Regions from separate parts of the Mus musculus genome. Here region 1 is linked to region 2. Evidence: chromatin contacts called from public HiChIP or PLAC-seq data. All regions are on one chromosome and are shown on one strand. Each heading gives the region's core, a stretch centred on a gene start, on an enhancer-like site or on the middle of the called end of the contact. The rest is flanking DNA. Distances are from core to core; before and after follow the strand shown.

Region 1 (2,700 bases), core at 128-2,627, 160 kb before region 2:
ATTTTTATTGGACTTCACAGCATTTCTTTTCCTCATTTATTTGCATACGTGTTCCTGTGCACGTGAGTGCAGTGCCCTCCAAGTCCAGGAGGATACTCACGGAACACTATTTCTCCTCCTCTCCCTTCTCCCCCTCCTCCTCACATTTATTTCTATTTCATGTGCATCGGTGTTTTGCCTGCACATCTGCCTGTGTGGGCATCAGATTCCCTGTGACTGTGAGCTGCCACGTGACTGCTGGGACTCACACCTGGGACCTCTGGAAGAGCAGCCAGTGCTTTTTACCTCTGAGCCATCTCTCCTGCCACACTTTTTCTTTTTAAACGTAGGATCTCTCTTAACTACGTAGCTATGGCTGAACTGGGACTCTGTATGAAGACCAGGGTGGCCTTGAACTGCATGCCTCTGCATCTTACGTCCTGACTAAAGGCAGTGCCACTATGGACAGTAATCACTGAACACTTTCTAAAATTAAGTCTTTTCAGAATAAAATGGGGGAAAACAGTCAGTGCATAGTTTAAAAAAATACGGTAAGGTTGAGGGAATCCAGATAATTAGCACAATGGCTACCACCTAATTCATTTCCTACTGAAAAAAACAAAAACAAAAAACCAAAAGGAGGACAAGGACCATTAATTCTATGTACAAAAACATCTCTTAAAAACAACCTCAACAACAGAACCCCCAAAGCAAACAAGTAGAAACCTCCAGTGAATCCCAGAGTGAGAGATTCATAGCTCTTACACTCACACAGCACTAAGCCTTCTGGTACCAAAAGGCCCTGCTGTATTTCGCGACAGAGCAGAAATCATGGAAGTAAACAGGGAGGAGGATGCAAGGGGAGGGCCTGTGTCCACTCACTGTGAGAGAGGGGAAAGAAGGAGAAAGAGAGTGGGAGACTGCTCTTATGTCTGTCCATCCACCCACCCACCCTTCCAGCAACCGATGAAAGTTAGACTACTAACCAAAAGGTGCAGAGAGTAAAAGCACCATCCTCATTGACCTTCCTGTCTTGCTACCTAACAGATGTGTGTGTGTGTGTGTGTGTGTGTGGGGGGGGGGGTGGTGGTGGAGAGAATAACCGCAAAGGAAAAAAATGGGACAGAGATTAACCCAAGGAAGTTAAATTTCATGAAAAGCACTTTCCAGAATAGCAATAAATTTATAGGAATTGATAAACTAAAAAGCATAATGAGGAAAACAACCCCTACGCTGTTGTCAGTTATGATGAATTCTTTAGAAACACACAGACGCTAGGGGAAAGGCAGAGGAACTACAAAGGCTGAAGGAGGGGGAGAAAGAAGTTAGACTTCCCAAAAGAAGTTACTGTTAAAATATGACAGAGCAACGATCTCAAGACTCCAGAAGAGATGTATTTCTTCCTAGAATGCCACATGAATGAGGAAGTGAAATGTTAGACATGTAGGTTTCAGAGACTCTTTCTTCCTGTATTCTTTCTCAGAAAGAAGAGTGAGGGGGAAATGCAAGCTATCAAAAACCAAAACAAACCAATACCCAAACCAACACATTTAAATGAGGAGAGTATGTACGTAGGAGTCCTGCAATGGAACACTTAGCACAGATCTGACACGAAGGGGATTTAGAGCTGTGAGGATGCTTAGAGCAGAAGAATGAAGGGTCTCAAAAGCAAGGTCCTCAAGACGAACAGGGCAAGCAGACACGGCATGAAACACTAGTGGAAGAGTTAATGGGTGGCTGACCAGTTACTCTGTACAAAGTAATTAGCGCTACGAGGAGACACATGTATATAAGTCACCCTGATCACAGAGAGGCGACAGAAACAGGAAGATGAGAGACTTCAAAACTCCAAAAGAAAAATCACAAGAGTATAAAAGAACTTAGCTCCCAAAGGATGAATCAATGATCTATCTCTCTATCCATCTATCCACCCACCCACCCACCCATAACGTAGATGAATAAATTTGATTTAACCAAGTGTTTTATTGCAGAGTTAGTGAGGGGCAGGCATAGTCCAGGATGTATGTGTACAGGAGAGTCAAATGTCCAGCACTAAGTAAGCAGTAAGGATAGTGTCACACTATCAGCTATAATCTTGACAGTTATCGTGGGCTAGGTAGACTCTTCCCCAAGTCTTCCACATATATTTACCCACTTAGCTAAAACTAAAACCCTGGGGGGAAAGGCACCACTTTAATCTCATTAGATACTAAGGACACCGACACATGACACATAAGACAAATGGCTTCTCAAAGACCACAGCTAGGAAGAGATGGCACCAGGGATTTAGCCTGGACATTCTCATTCGAGAACATTTAAGAAGGGCTGTTCTAGATCCGCTCCTGTGCTGGGTGATGAGCAAAGCTACAAACAGAACCCCAGGCAGACAGCTAAACATCCTCCTGCAGCCCCGTTCCACCCTGTCCTTTTTCTTTCCTTCCTGGCTTTTATTTGCTTAAAGCTTGGTCTGACTTTGTTACCCACAGTGGCCTCAAACTTGCAGCAATTTTCCTACTTCAGTCTCCAGAGCGCTGAGATTACAGGTAAGAGCCACTCTGCCTGGCTCAATCAACTGTCTGTAATGCATTAAAAGTTGAGTTTTGCTTTAAGAAATGAGGCCAGGTGTGGAAGTGCACAACATAATGCCAGCACTCAGGAGGCAGAGGCAGGCAGATCTTTGTGAGTTTAAGGTCAGCCTACGTACAGGACAGCCAAAGCTCC
Region 2 (2,788 bases), core at 69-2,568:
GTAAGTACTGCACCCATGAAACAAGAACCAAGTCTATTTTAAATTTAAGGGAGAAAATAAAGTATTTGTTTTTTAAATGTTAAGTCTTTCTCACTCTCTGAATCTTTTAAAATACTACTATTCAATTACTGCATGCATGCATGCTTGTATGCACGAATGTACCATGGCTTACATGTAAAGGTTGAATTCTCTCCTTCCACTGTGTGAGACCTGAAGAATCAACTCAGGTCTCAGGCTTGCAAGCATGAAACTTTACTTGCTGAGACATTTTACCAGGCTACATACTTTGAATATTAATAATACAAAGAAGTATTTAAAAAATTCTCAAAAGTTAAAAAAATATAACATAGATTACTTTGGGATTACATTTATAAAAAATAATCCAAGATGCCCAAATTTTGAAAATATGTTTCTAAAGCACCAAGAGTTAAGAGTAGGGAGATGGCTCCGGGCTAGGAGTGCTTGCTGCTCTTCCAGAGGGCCAGAGTACAGTTCCCACCACCCACAACTCCCACTCTATGGGAGCCAACAGAGGTGCATGCTACTACTTAATATCACACTAGAATATTAGCAGCACCATTAAACGAAAGGAGGAGAATGACAACTGTAAGTACTGGAAATCTAAGAGAGATTAATTAGTACTTACACTTCATATTGTTGAGTTGCTGAAAAAAGATACAAAGAAAACAAGTCAGGCATGTGGGAATATTCTTGCTGTACTCCCACTGCTCAAAAGGCCAAGGTGGGAGGATTGCCAGTTTGAGATCAAGTTTAAGTCAGCCAGGGTTACATAGCAGGTATCCTATCTCCAAACCAACACATAGACACAGACAGACAGACAGGCAGACAGACAGGCAGACAGACAAACAGACACACACACAGACTCTCTCTCTCTCTCTCTCTCTCTCTCTCTCACACACACACACACACACAGACTCTCTCTCTCTCTCTCTCACACACACACACACACATACACACACACAAAGAAGACAAGGAGGAGGAAGCTGATGCCTTAAGAGAGAGTCTGAGAGAAGGAAAAGCATATATGTAATAGAGTGGGCTGAAGGTCAGATTAAGTTATCTAAAAAGAGAATGTTAAAACAAAAATAAGAAAGAGAAGATTAATTCAAAGTAAACAAATTCAGCCATCATCGTGAACAAGCCTCGAAGCAGCCGTCCCTGGAGTGCCAAGAGAGGACCACAGTTCTAACATCACTACTGCAGCCAATGAACCGTGGAGCACAGCTGGGAGGATGGGAAGTTTGGGGCAAGCTTGGGCAACTGAGTTTCCTTTGCCAAGGTGTGGGGTTGGGAGGGAAAAAAACAACCTAGAGCAGAAACCGGCTCAGTGAGGGACTGTATTACACTTCTGAACTAAGGAACTGTGGGTTCATGAGAAGACAGAGCTTTTTATAAAGGGTTCATAAGATAGAGCGTTAAGTCCTGGGGGTTTGTTACAGCTGCAACAGGAAACTAACATACTCTCCCTTGCCAGAGTAGTCAAGTGCTGCCCCCTAGCATTTACACTTCGAGCTACACTATGGAGACCAGATTGATACAGATCCTATGTCATCAAATCCAACCTGCAGAACAAGAAAGCCTTCACACAACTTCTCTGTGATGCAGGGTCCTCATTTCTAACCCTTTGATGGCTTGCTCCATTGAATGCCATGCAGCTGCCATCTCTACAGTTAAAATGGGCAACAGTTTTGCTCAAGTCTCCAAGAGCCAATGCAGTGATGTATCTGAACTCGTTTGAGAGCCTTTGCCAGGGTGTTAATTGCTGTGGTACTGAAGATTGTTCCCCTGTTAACGACGCTTTGGCTTTGATGTTGACCAAAAATTAGAGGTTCAGAGGACTCATGTGCGGCTTAATGATGGGATGTATTCAGAAAAACATATAAGGAGATTTTTGTCACTGTGCAACACTAGAGTTATCTAATCAGAAGGAACAGCCTGCTACAAATCTAGGTGCATGAATTGGCTATCTGCTCCCAGACTATAATCATGCGTAACATATTATACTATTGAATACTGCAGGCAGCTACAATGCAACTGGAGGTATTTATAGAAAAGATACCATAAAAATACAATACGAAAGACAAAATATGGTGCTGTCCTCACCAATGGAGCATGCAACATTGGAAGTTACTGTGAGAGAGACAGTGGGTGAGTTTTGAGTGCTGAGTCAGACACACTGTGTTTTAGAACTGCTTAACACAGCCCACTATGTTACAAAAGCCTTTATTTTCATCTTTAGGTGTGTGTGTGTGTGTGTGTGTGTGTGTGTGTGTGTGTGTTTGCTCATGTGTGGGCATGCAGATATTGCAACATAAGGATGGAGATCAGAAGTCAGCTTGTGGAATATGGTTCTCTGCTTCTGTCATGTGAGTCCCTGTAACTGAACAGGTCACGAGGCTTTGTGGCAAGGGCCTTACCACCTGATGAGCCACCTTTCCAGCCCAATTTATTCTTTTAATAACATTCAGATTACTATCAACTTTTATATTTAATTTTCTTCTTTGTACTAACTTAAGACACAAAATATATTGTACTGCTGTATACAAAATGTTTAATTTCCTTCTGACCTTATTTCATGAGCATTTTCCTACTTTGAATTTCTTGTGAGATGGGGGGGAATAGTCTTTTGCAGTATCTCACACATACGAGGGGAGCCTTCTGCAGCAGAGCCACATCCACAGCTACCTTTTCTTCTATTTTTTTTTTCCCAGTGTACCAAGTGCTTGTTTAGAGGAGACACCCCAGCACTCTCTGCAGAGGGAGTAAG

Evidence for each region. HiChIP or PLAC-seq counts read pairs in DNA pulled down with a chosen protein or histone mark.
Region 1: a CTCF HiChIP or PLAC-seq map of pro-B cells shows a contact between it and region 2, with 4 times the contacts expected there. The contact joins two enhancer-like sites. A contact is called at or near these places in 1 of 15 datasets of contacts at CTCF or cohesin (pro-B cells) and 5 of 484 Hi-C or Micro-C datasets (ECoMG myeloid progenitors, Th1 cells, conventional type 1 dendritic cells and 2 more).

What each region holds. Positions count from the first base shown.
Region 1 is chr14:21,298,633-21,301,332 of GRCm38.p6, reverse strand. All of the region lies in intron 6 of Adk (adenosine kinase), which reads right to left. Among named protein-coding and RNA genes, the nearest start is that of Gm52152, 120 kb to the left of the region's middle. Within about 2 kb of position 1,377, at least 27 of the 459 cell types and tissues checked have an H3K27ac peak or open chromatin away from gene starts, as enhancers often do. A contact at or near this core is called in pro-B cells, where this site is marked.
Region 2 is chr14:21,142,376-21,145,163 of GRCm38.p6, reverse strand. The region is part of intron 3 of Adk (adenosine kinase); the gene reads right to left. Among named protein-coding and RNA genes, the nearest start is that of Adk, 91 kb to the right of the region's middle. Within about 2 kb of position 1,318, at least 26 of the 459 cell types and tissues checked have an H3K27ac peak or open chromatin away from gene starts, as enhancers often do. A contact at or near this core is called in pro-B cells, where this site is marked.